2 separate regions of the Hordeum vulgare genome follow, and region 2 is linked to region 1. A link is a contact called in public Hi-C data. All regions are on one chromosome and are shown on one strand. The core of a region is the stretch at or near the end of the contact, and the rest is flanking DNA. Distances in the headings are between cores, read along the strand shown.

Evidence for each region. Hi-C and Micro-C count contacts between places; a contact is called where the count stands out from the background.
Region 2: a contact with region 1 is called in a Hi-C map of seedling, with 5 times the contacts expected there. The contact joins the promoter of LOC123402269 here to the promoter of LOC123401843 in region 1. A contact is called at or near these places in 1 of 6 Hi-C or Micro-C datasets (seedling) and 1 of 1 datasets of contacts at active chromatin or transcription factors (embryo).

What each region holds. Positions count from the first base shown.
Region 1 is chr6H:36,979,370-36,985,874 of MorexV3_pseudomolecules_assembly, reverse strand. It overlaps LOC123401843 (probable ATP synthase 24 kDa subunit, mitochondrial), which reads left to right and starts at 3,997. Exons shown (of 7, transcript XM_045095698.1): 1 at 3,997-4,153; 2 at 4,951-5,038; 3 at 5,595-5,739; 4 at 6,262-6,372; 5 at 6,480-6,505. The coding sequence starts at 4,115.
Region 2 is chr6H:37,677,954-37,684,458 of MorexV3_pseudomolecules_assembly, reverse strand. LOC123402269 (anthranilate phosphoribosyltransferase) reads right to left here and starts at 2,294. Exons shown (of 10, transcript XM_045096170.1): 1 at 1,841-2,294; 2 at 880-1,359; 3 at 645-802; 4 at 422-505; 5 at 279-331; 6 at 1-21. The coding sequence starts at 2,198.

The DNA.
Region 1 (6,505 bases), core at 2,748-5,247:
CCTCTTCCACGGGCAAATCATGATCAACACCAGAACTGTATGGGTGTTAGATTTATTACAATGTAATTCACATGGTGATGTGAGGGCTAGATTATTGACTAGTGCAAGTGGGAGACTGTTGGAATTATGCCCTAGAGGCAATAATAAATATAGTTATTATTATAATTCCTGTATCAAGATAATCGTTTATTATCCATGCTATAATTGTATTGAATGAAGACTTATATACATGTGTGGATACATAGACAAAACACTATCCCTAGCAAGCCTCTAGTTGGCTAGCCAGTTGATCAAAGATAGTCAGGGTCTTCTGACTATGTACAAGGTGTTGTTGCTTGATAACTGGATCACGTCATTAGGAGAATCACGTGATGGACTAGAGCCAAACTAATAGACGTAGCAGGTTGATCGTGTCATTTTGTTGCTACTGTTTTCTGCGTGTCAAGTATTTGTTCCTATGACCATGAGATCATATAACTCACTGACACCACAGGAATGCTTTGTGTGTATCAAATGTCGCAACGTAACTGGGTGACTATAAAGATGCTCTACAGGTATCTCCGAAGGTGTTCGTTGAGTTAGTATGGATCGAGACTGGGATTTGTCACTCCGTGTGACGGAGAGGTATCTTGGGGCCCACTCGGTAATACAACATCACACACAAGCCTTGCAAGCAATGTAACTTAGTGTAAGTTGCGGGATCTTGTATTACGGAACGAGTAAAGAGACTTGCCGGTAAACGAGATTGAAATAGGTATGCGGATGGTGACGATCGAATCTCGGGCAAGTAACATACCGAAGGACAAAGGGAATGACATACAGGATTATATGAATCCTTGGCACTGAGGTTCAAACTATAATATCTTCGTAGAATATGTGGGATCCAATATGGGCATCCAGGTCCCGCTATTGGATATTGAACGAGGAGTCACTCGGGTCATGTCTACATAGTTCTCGAACCCGCAGGGTCTGCACACTTAAGGTTCGACATTGTTTTATGCGTATTTGAGTTATATGGTTGGTTACCGAATGTTGTTCGGAGTCCCGGATGAGATCACAGACGTCACAAGGGTTTCCGGAATGGTTCGGAGACGAAGATTGATATATAGGATGACCTCATTTGATTACCGAAAGGTTTTCGGAGTTACGGGGAATGTACCGGGAATGACGAATGGGTTCCGAGTGTTCACCGGGGGGGGGGGGGGGAGCCCACCCCGGGGAAGCCCTTAGGCCTTGGGAGTGGCGCACCAGCCCTTGGTGGGCTGGTAGGACAGCCCAAGAAGACCCTATGCGCCATAGATAGAAAATCAAAGAGAAAAGAAAAAAAAAGAGGTGGAAAGGGAGAGAAGGACTCCACCTTCCAATCCTAGTTGGACTAGGATTGGAGGAGGACTCCTCCTCCCCTTGGTGCGCATCCCTTGGGGCTCCTTGAGCCTCAAGGCAAGCCTCCCCTCCCTCCTCCTATATATATGGAGCTATTAGGGCTGATTTGAGACAACTTTTCCAAGGCAGCTCGACCACATACATCCACGGTTTTACCTCTAGATCGCGTTTGTGCGGAGCTCGGGCGGAGCCCTGCTGAGATTAGATCACCACCGACCTCCGGAGCTCCGTCACGCTGCCGGAGAACTCATCTACCTCTCCGTCTCTCTTGCTGGATCAAGAAGGCCGAGATCATCGTTGAGCTGTATGTGCGCTGAACGCGGAGGTGCCGTCCGTTCGGCACTAGATCGTGGGACGGATCGCGGGACGGTTCGTGGGACGGTTCGCGGGGCGGATCGAGGGACGTGAGGACGTTCCACTACATCAACCGCGTTCACTAACGCTTCTGCTGTGCGATCTACAAGGGTACGTAGATCAGAAATCCCCTCTTGTAGATGGACATCACCATGATAGGTCTTTGTGCGCGTAGAATTTTTTTTGTTTCCCATGCGACGTTCCGCAACAAATAATACGGTTGCATGCATCACACTGATGCAGAGGCTGGAGGTTTTCCTCCTTCTAAAAAAAATGAAACATGGATATTCGAATTAATATTATATGAACTAAACCAAGAAAATCTATTATTTGATTATTGTATAGTTCAAAATAACTAATGAATATAAGTGGGATGGTATAATGGAAAACTTTTCAATGCATGTTGAGTGGACCTTTGATGAGTTGGCATGTGTGATGAGTTGAGATGTTTGCATGTGATCTACTACTACTACTACTACTACTACTACTACTACTAATAATAATAATAATAATAATAATAATCACATGCATGTTGTGGTGGGCCTTTGATAATGTGGCATGTGTGTATGTTAAGATGATAGAAGTAGTGATGATAACTATTTAGATAGAATAAAAAAAGGAAAAGATAAAAAATATCATTTCATAACAAACATCTAAACTTAATCAAAATTTATGGAAAAAGATGGATTATTTTCATAGCTAATTTGGTATTTATTATTATAAATTAACACAATATTTATGTATCATAATACAATTAAAACATGCACGGTTTACACAACATCATGTTCTCAAGAGCTTGTCGAGACTTCGACGATACATACGAACTAAATCATTGCAAAAAAATAACAAAAAAGACATATTATATTTACTAAGTGATGGCACCTCTAAACTCCCACATTAATCTTCCAAGTTAGTACAACATGTTCGGTTAATTTTTCTTTGATCAATCCTAAGCGTTTGGCCTCTCCCACACTAGAATATAGCCATGCTTTCCTTCCTCAACTATGGTTGATGTCTCAAATCGCCTCTCTCACATCGAGCAGTCTAGGCACTAGGATTCTCAATGTGTTTGCATTGTGCCTCTTTTTCATGCATCATCCAGCTCCCTCACTTGATTACTCATGCGTGTCACGTTGCCGTTGGATGGTGTTAGTCTCTTTTTTTCTCTTTGAGACACATACATCGCGCTAATCTTTCGACTGTCATGCACTGTTGCTCCTATGCTATATCATGCTATCTCTTCTGGCGCACCCACCTTGGGACAGGGAAGACTGGATCAAGGTTTCTTCTATTTCTAATTTAATTCCCATTTATTCCTACTTGATGATGCATGGATGTGATTTCTGGATAGCTATGTTATGTGGTCTTTTTTAGATGTTACACAAATATGGTACATCATGACATCCGGCATGATCATGCATACATCATGACATCCGGCATGATCATGCATAGTATGATCATTGCGCATATGCATAGGAAAAATTTGAATTACTCCTACGCATTGATGAAAAAGCCTGTGCAGCTACATAGAAGGAGAGATTGCATCTGACGCTTTCTTAAAGTTTACCATGACATCCGAAATTTGAATACCCATAGAGAATGGATAACAAAACCTCTAGCTTTATCTCTAAGTCGCATGTCATGCGTGATTAACTTTGTGTTGTGTTTGATGAATTAATTGTGTTGAATTTGATGTTGTGGACTATGTAATAAGTGCTATTAGTGTTATGTTTGTTTTCAATTTATTTGAGATGAGTCTGATATTATTTTTGAACTTTTTCATAGTTGAAGAAGGCCAAAAAATTAGGGTACCGATTTTACATCACCTGTTACCACCGAAAAATTTCTAGTGCCCTAAAACCTTCTCTCTCCTGCCTAAAACATTTTCTGACACAAAATTTTACATCATCTGTTGAAGATACTGTCAGTGAGTAAGTTTATTCTTTTTTGAGACTAATGAGAAGTAAGTAGTGAGAATTATCCGGTTAACATATTTTAGGAAAGGATTTTTTTTTAGAGCTTTAGGGAAATACCTATCCGGTCAAAATGCCAGATGTCACGCCTCGAGCAAGGCCCGGGAAGGAGCCGTCGTGCCAAGCCCACGAACGGGCGACGGACTCGGCCCGCTGTGCACGAGAGGAGGAAGGTGGGTGGACCCCACTCACCTGGCCGCGCTTTGCGATCCGTGCGCGCGGGTTCCGTGCGAGATCGGACGGCGAGGCGAGGTCCTGGAGGCCACACAAAGCGCAAGGCGCCGCCCCCATTTCTCCTCCTCCACCCCCATCTCGCTCTCGCGGCCGAGAGATCGAATCGGAGAAGAAGAAGGAGGAGCGGAGGAGGCCCCCGCCCTAGCTCCCGCCGCCCCGCACCCGCAGCCATGGCGCTCGCCGCTCGCCTCGTATCCCGCTCCCGCCAGGTTCGTCCGCGCGCCGTCCTCCCTCCGCCCCCCGCTCCCCGCCCGTAACCCTAGTAGCTTTTCGCTAGATCTGATCCCGGCGCGCGTGCGCCGTCGCCCGTCCAGGTTCGGTCTGCCCGGGATCTCGCTTTCTCCGTTGGGATTTTCCGTCGGTTGTCGATCGGGGTGTTGGTTGTGAATGGCGGTCTCCGAGCACGACGCTCTTCGATTTGGTCGAATCGATTGATTCGTCGCCGTGAGATCCTCTCGGTCAGGAGGGGAACCGTTGCAGGTCGCGGGGCACAAGCGATTGGAGCCCGGCCGGCGGGGGAACAGCTCTAGATCTTTCTGCGCCAATGCAATTCCCCATTTCGGCCCCGTCCTCGATCCGTAGTCATGTGTCTTCATACCGGCCGAAGGAAGCCCTCAAGACTGCATGATTCATCCCGAGAAATAGAAATGCCAGTAATCATGGCTTCGTCCTCTTAGTCGCCTGGTTCCCGAGCTGTGCACGTCTTCTGGTGGTGTGTGTGGACGGTGGGTTTATCGTTGAACTTTAGTTTCCTGCTATCCGAGCTGTGCACGTATGTGGCTCATGTGTGTGTGGATAGTGATTTATCATTGAGCTTGAGACCATAACAGCGTGCACTGGCACTGGTTTGGTTTAATCTGGACGGTGTTGTGGTTAAGACTGCTATTCCATGGTCTGTGTAGTTTTATAGCGGAGCTATTTGATGTCAGAACATTTCGTTCATGATGCCTCTGTCAAATTCTCACTCTGTGTATGCTGATCAGTTTGTTGGTTAATGTTCGTGCAGTTATATTCTGTCCAAGCTGCTTTGGCCAATGGAGGTGTCACTCAAGTCCGCTCATTTGCCAAGGAGGCAGCTCCTGTCAGCGGAGATGGTATGCATTTTAATCTTTTGCTGCATTTGTGTGAAATTAACATCTTGGTATTGTATGCATAGGTATTCTGTCTGTGCATTTTACGTAATAGTGTTAGTGCTGAAAAAATGCTTCCAAATTATAACTGATCTAGTTTTGATGCAAGAATTCACATCAAGACTTGAATTAGTTGTGATTGGCACTGTTTCCTCGCTTGATGTGATAATTTTAATTGGTGACTGCTGAGTGCAGCTACATAATCAAATATTACTTTGTGACAAGACTATGAAATAAAGTGTGCAAGATATGGAACTTCAACCTAATTAAATGTTGAAGCTAACTTCTATGCCTTGAATATTTCTCTCATGATTAGTTGTGCCTTTAATGATGGATATCATCTTATTCCCTGAACATGCAGCATATTCGTTCATTTTGAATTTTCATCGAGTTTGTTAGTTTTGCATTCTTTTGAAGTTTTATGGCAGCAATGTTCCTAGTACTGCTTCTGTTTTGCTGGATTTAATGTATTCAACTCTTTGTGTAATATTCCTGATTTCATGGTTCCCATGTTGTGCAGACCTATTGAAGGGCATATTTTTTGAGGTGAAGAAAAAGTTTGAGACTGCACTTGGTGTCCTTAAGAAGGAGAAGATCACGATCGACCCAGATGACCCAACAGCAGTTGCTAACTATGCCCAAGTCATGAGGACTGTAAGAGAAAAGTAAGAAAATCTAAAGGCTTTTGCATGCATGTTTTCATGATCATTGAGCTAGTTACTTCCTACTGTTTCTTCACTTTTGTGCTCTATTGCACACAGTTCTCTATGGCCGGTGTTTTGCTGGAATGCCTCCTCTATAATCTGGTCCATGTTCTGCAACTAGAACCTGGATTTACTGGACCCTACTGTCCAATATTTCAGTATGAATTTAGAAACAAGCATTTCACTTATATTACTTGCTTACTGAGTAGAATTGTTAAGCATGTGAAGGGTCAGTTTTCTGGGTGTAAGATGCATTTCTCTGGAATTAAGAAAAATTTACATGCACATTTTAATGCCCTCTTTGACGTTAAGGCATTGTTTTCTGCAATTAACCTGATTGGACATAAAACATTTGCTCAATGGATTCCATGTGAATCATCAAACAAGCACTCACCTTCTATGCTTGAATTGTCTTATCTTATTTTACCTCATTTGAGATCATTGTCAGTGACCTGATTGCCACTATTCATTGTCTAAATGCAGGGCAGATCTTCTTTCTGATTCTCAGAGAATTAAATATACTATTGAGACTTTCACGAAGGGCATCCCTGATGCTAGGACGTACTTGGATACCCTTCAGCAGCTCAGGAAAAAGTATGCCTATTACCTAGTTAGCATTGGCTGTTTATCCCTATGCTCTCAGAAATCCTTATGCTTGACATAAATATTTGCTCAATGAACTTTTATTTTATTTTACACAGGAATGGACTTATAGATGATATGGGTA
Region 2 (6,505 bases), core at 1,045-3,544, 700 kb before region 1:
CTGAGCCCAATAATCGAATGTCTACAGTACATGTTTTAATACAGGATTAGAGGTCAAATAAAAGAGATGATTTCACAGCTGAAAGTATATAAGGTTCTTGCTATTTCTAATATGCAAAGCCAGTTTCCATCCAAAATAGAAAATCTGCAGGAGTGTTTAATAAACAGTGCCTTGAGCCATTGGTACATACTCCCTCCATCCCACAATATAAGAGCATTTTGCAAGCGCTCTTATATTGTGGGGCGGAGGGAGTAGCTACCAGGAAAATGTCGACTTACAATGGTGGGCAAGCTTCTTGGAGATTCAGATATGCAAAACCAGTATCCTTATCCTGAAAGCAACCACACAGTTCATGTGTCAGATGCAGCAGAAGTAAAAGAAAAAAAGAATGCCAGCAAAGTGTGCAGAACTGCACACACACCTCCAATAGTGTTTTGGCCTGTGTAGGAGACAAATGCGTGTTTGCACCCATGAATTTAAGCATCTGCCCTTCTGTAATGCCACCCTGAAAACCTTGATTTTAGTAACACATAGGGTTTTCGTATATTATATAACAGATAAAGCCTGTCATCAAACCACAAGATCGACACTACTAAGAATACTGTTATGTACGATGACCATTGCAGCATATGCTTCACACCGACCTTAGGTGGCATCCATTCAACACCATGGAGGAGGCAAGCCTCACCATAGCAGGCTCTAACCGCTGCAACGAACAGGGTACTCCTAAAAAAGCGTGTATTCCCATCATAGGGCTCACCATAGTGTGTCAAGGAATTAACATCAGCAATTGGGGGAGGACCTGACAAAAAGTAGTGTTAATGAAGTTGTTGGGTTTTTTCTACACAGTTTAAGGAAAACAAGCCCACAGAGTGCTACCTAGTTCATCATCAAAGGCTAGACAATATCCTTTTAGCTCACGATCGGTTTCCCTATTCATACGCTGTCCAATTAAAAATGCTGCAAGCAGTGCTTCATTAACTGATGGCGAACTTGCACCCATCGACCCAACTGGTAGAACATCCTTTAGTACACACTGAACTTCCTCGTAACCTAAATGGCCACCAGCAAGCACTTCCCTCAAAGCACCAACAAGTCTCATCTCTGCAGTTCCTTGACCAATATACCGAGGTCCTGTTAAACCATTTGCTCCCATGATCGTTCCTTCAGGGTCTGCTATAAACTTCACCTCGGGAGGAAGAACATGCACAAGGCGAGGCCAGAATAGGCTCATGGCACGTCGCTCACCCTCACTCCATTGGGTGGCCTCCGGAAAACAATTAGCTCTTATTGTCATGCCAGCAAAGAATGCACCCAGCTGTGCACTGGACACCGGCTCGTCTTTGAGTTCCCCCGTCGCTACACATGAGTTCACACAGAAGATTTAGCATGAATTTTGATGGAAGGCGATGAAAATAAACAGATTCCAAAGCATGCCTATCACTACCAGTGCCTTTCAAAGAAAACCTTACTAGCAAATTATAACCAATAGCAATTGAGTAAATGCAATGATCTGACTTCAACTCTACAGTGTGTCTAAAACAACAGATAGCAGGCATCAGACTTGCAGCAAACATCTAAATTCCAGTGACTCAGAAGTCGCAATCAAACACCATAGATGCCAATGAAAGCAGCACTTGTAAGCAAAATTAGCCAATTTACATTCTACAGGCAGCAGCGCGCATGAGTGACTTGTGAAGCTACCTCATCAAAAGTACATCATCCACATGTGAAAATCCACCAACACTGCTCGCTAGCGGCGCAAATTGTTGCCAGAAACGCAGAGTCGAAGCTAGCGATCACCGAAAACGAAGCCTCCGAAGAGTAGGGGGAGGCTCACCGGAGCGGAGGATGGTGTCGAGGACACGCATGGCCTGCTCCTCCCCGAGCGGCCGCGTCTGCTCGGGCCCCGTGCACACCCGCCCCTGCGCCTCCAGCACCGTGCCGTTGGGCCGGGGCAGCCCCGCCGGCCGGTACGACTCCGACAACGCCGGGTTCCGCCGCGCAGCCTCCTGAAGCACCGCCGTCCCCGCCTCCTCCATCCACGCCCCCGCCGCCGCAACGCCGCCGCGACGGCATCTCCCGTCGCGGGGCCAGGCCACGGCGCCGGGACGCCTCGGCGCGGCAGGGGAGACCCGGCCGACCAGGCTCCCGCTCGTGGTCGCGGTAGGGAGCGGCCTGAGAAGTAGAGAGTTCATGGCGACGCTAGCCAGAGTCAACGCCGCCGAGCGCGAGGAGGGAGACGACGGCGGAGACGACACCACTTTAGCCGGAAGAACCGAGGAAGCATCCAGCTAGCGGGTTGGATCGAGCCCAATGGCCATATGTACGGTGGGCCGGGTTCCGGTCTACAAGGCCCGCGTTTCTGACATCGATTTCACCGGGAAAAAAAATACTACGTGTTTGGTTTTGCCTCAAAAGAGAAATCAAATATTATTTTTGGGTCCTGATAAGGCCTATATGTGCGGGTGTTAAGGGTGTTGCCCACACGTCTCGTGTGGTGTGTAAGGAAAATAGCCCATACGTCTGCGTGTGGACAAAACAGCTAAAGCCCACACGTCATGTCTCCTGCCTCGCGACCCACACATCCGATTTGCCACCTTGCGGTCTCGCGTGCCCCCCGTGACAGTTTCACTGTGTTGCCATGTAACACTGGAAAGACATGACAACTGACATGCATGCGGGCACAACCAGTTTTACTCAGTTGCCATGTAACATTGGAAAGACATGACAACTGACAAGCATGCGAGCACGACCGGTACCATTCAGTTGTCATGTAACATTGAGAAGACATGACAACTGACAGGCATACGAGTACGACTGTGGGGACCCCGACTAGCAAGTCGAGTTCGCCGTGTCCAGTGACCCCAAGGATCAATGTTTACTGAACACAGATACTGAATAATAGAGTCTTACATCCAAGTACCGAAATTATTACATCAAACGACCAGAAGGTCGGGTTCAAGAGCGAGGCCTAAGGCCAAATTAAACAGATACATCGAGTAGCGGAAACTCGTAAGGGCTAAGCGGTGCCCATGCCATCAAGCCTACACCGACATGCATTCTGACTTGGAAGCGTCCTAGGTCGCAGGTTCGTCTCCGACGGCGTACTCATCGCCAAACTCCGGTCCTTCCATGTCTGGTCAATAATATAACCAGTGGCAAGCCAATGAGTACTTTGAATGTACTCGCAAACAGCCCATGATATGAACATTTATAGTGAAAAATAACAGTAACATGCATCTTTAGTGGAATGCAATTTGGTGGAATGATCAGGTTTATGCAACAGGTTAAATAATTACTCTTGAAGAACAGGTTACAGATATCATCATATCTGCTGAGGGTTGAACCATCCGGGTTCATCCTATATGCCAAGTCATCGGACTTGTCATAACCTCAATGTATCAACCGAGGGCTAAACCATCCGGGTTTACCCTATATGTCAAGTCACCGAACTTGGTCATATATTGTCATGATTATAACATCACCTGTTTAACACCACACACACACTTGGTTTATGCGGAAACGCTGGACGCAGTTTAAGCAGCACCACCCAACTGTCCTTGACCGTGGACACGGCTATTCGAATAGTTTGACACTCTGCAGAGGTAGTACGCTGGACCCACGAGAAACGGAAAACTTCCGTGTCATCCACGACTCGCGGTATATCACATATACCCGAGGTAAGTACCCGATCATCATCTTTCCCCTGACGATACTAGCTAGACAAAGAGGTCCACTCGATTGGTACCCAGCCCACATGTTGTACGTCTTATGAGCACCGACTCTGGACTGTATCAACCATGCAGGGACCAACGGTGTGCCTGGAACTCATAGTAATGGCATAGTCGTCCTACCTGGCATGACCCCATCACGAGAGTGACACCGATCACTCCCGCCACTAGTAATGTGGCTCTTTGCTAGTACCGACCAGAGTAATCAACAAATCCCCGTCCCATAAAGGGGTATCATGGTCGTACTGGTAAGGTTGGGACGGTCGACACATCATAAATCTAATCCCATTTCCGAAACCATACTCACACAAAAACACCGGTGCATCACTTCACCAAAAGTGACCACCAACTCATCGTCACCCTCGGGCATTAGTGGCACCCGATGTGGTTTTCATAAACTCTTTATTTAACTCATCATCGTGCTTGTGATAACATGCTCTATCTTTACTTGTCAACATGGTAAATACATGACCCTCACGGGGTAGGGTCAAGCTCAATGCAATGATCTTATAATTTTACTAATCAACATGACAGTAGCATGATCCTCATAGACAGTAGGGTCAGCTCATCATGTTTGTGCTCCGAGGAGCCATGTGAATAACATTACCAACATGCAAGGGCTTTGAAGAAGCCTCCGGTGTCATCACCACAATGATGAACCGGCACTGTGATCACATGCAACGGGAAAAGTATTTGCTATTCTAGCATGCTTCATTTCATATGCTCAAGTCATGGTCAAAGGCTGCTTGCCTTGGTCAGCTAGGTATCCGGGGTCTTCGAGGTCTTCCGCTCCGGATCCTCCGTCACTCGGTAACTCTACCGTCGAGAAAGGAATAAATATATAATAGCTCTCACTAAAACAGATCACAAAGTGCTTTTTAAAATGTTGCAAAGTTTGAATAAATCCAGTTTATCATTTTGGAAAATGTTTCCTATAGTTTTTATTAGCTAAGCATATTTATTTAAAAGCAAACAGAAGCAAATAAGTGCTTTTAATATCATTTTATTATACCAAAATAGTTTCTGTTTTTGATAAATGTCAAACACTACAGAATCAAATACTACACATTTTTAGAAAATTACAGGTGCAAGAATCATATTTTTCTACTGGCTAAATATTTTTATAAAAATCATTTAAGTTACTGGATTAAAATACAAGGAAAAGGCCAGGGGAACAGATCCAGCCGGCCCAGCCAGCAGGCCTGGCCACCAGGCGCGCGCGGGCCAGGTTCAAACCTGACCTGCGGGCCCTTGAGGTCAGCGTCAGCGGCTGCGCGCGCTGGCTGTCCCAGGACACCGACAGGTGGGCTCCACCTGTCGGTGTCCTTCTCCTACCTCCAGCCAGAGAGGTGGAGACAGACGCCGGCGAGGCTGCCGTTGTCCTCAGGCCAATCTAGGAGCGGGAACGGGTCCCTCGTGCCTCCGCCTACCTGCTCGTGGTCGGGACGTCACCGGAGGTGGTCTGGGTCGCCGGCGACGAGGTGACCGTGGCGGAAGGGTTTCGGGTTGGTGTTGAACTAGTGGCTAGGGGCACGGATTCGCTCGGGAAAGTTGGGGGAAACGTTCGTGGTGTCAAGGGGAGTGTAATGGGAGGTCGGGCAGCGCAGGAGCCGACGTGTAGCCGGAGATCGACCGGAGCTCCGAGGAGGAGGGGCCTCGGTCGATCTCGAGCACCGGGCCTCTGCGAGCTCGATTGGGTGGCTAGGGGGTGTCTACTGGTTGTGCTGAAGCTGCTTGGAGGGTGTTGGGTTGCCGGGGGGACCTATTTATAGGCCAGCGACGGTGACCCAACTCGGGCGCGCCGGTGACTCACCGTGGCGCGCGTGCGAGCATAGTGAGGTGCTGGCCGCGAAACCACGGGTTCGGGACGTGGTTTAGGACCTCCTGGTGCATCGGCCGCAGAGAGAAAGCGAGTGGGGTCGAGCCACAGCGACCGTGCATGCTCGGTCGCCTTGGGCGCACACGGGCATGCATCGCTTGAGCTCTTGCGCGAGGGGAGAGGGTCCTTGGGGGTAGCTTTGCACTGAATAGATGTCGGGGGAGTGTTTGGACATAACTGGGGAGGTTGGGACCGGCCGGGACGTCGTCCCCTTGCGGGAGGCTCTCTGCAGCACGCCCAAAGCACAGTTTTGGCATGCCACGACATGCTGGCGCGCTCTGGGGCACTTGGGACGTGTCCTCCATGTCCTGAGTGTTGCTGGGAGTGTGCCTAGCCGTTGTGGTTTAGTGGGAGCTCGAGCTGGTCAAGGGAGCAAGGAACACTGGTGTTGCTAGTACTGTCCTGCGGCTCAAATTGGAGTTCTTGTCACTTGTGCTTGAAGTTGGGGAGGGGCTGATTGACTGGGTGCTCAAGGTGTTCTGGGGCTCTAACCCACCAAGTTTGGGGCCTTTCCATTGGGTAAAACAGTGGCTAGGAGGGTTTTTACCTTCCTGTCAGTAGGTGTTCGACAGTGACTTGGGGTGCTTCCACTCCACCACTGGAAATGAAACTTAAAAGGTTTGGTCTTGGGGTAAAAACATGGGGTTTCACCAAATTTGAGCTCCATTGAACCAGTTTGGCTTTGTAAACTTGAAAATGCCTCAAAATGACCAGTACTGTCCTCTACAAAGGAAGTGTGGACAAACAGAGTCTCACAAATCCCATCTTTGGTGTGGAGTCCTCATTTGGGGTGTCAAACACCTCTCCAAAGTTTCAGCTCCATTGGAGAAACTTTGCAATGTAGAGTTGTTCCAACTCTACTCTGGACACAGAGGGTTTTGGGCTCATTAGG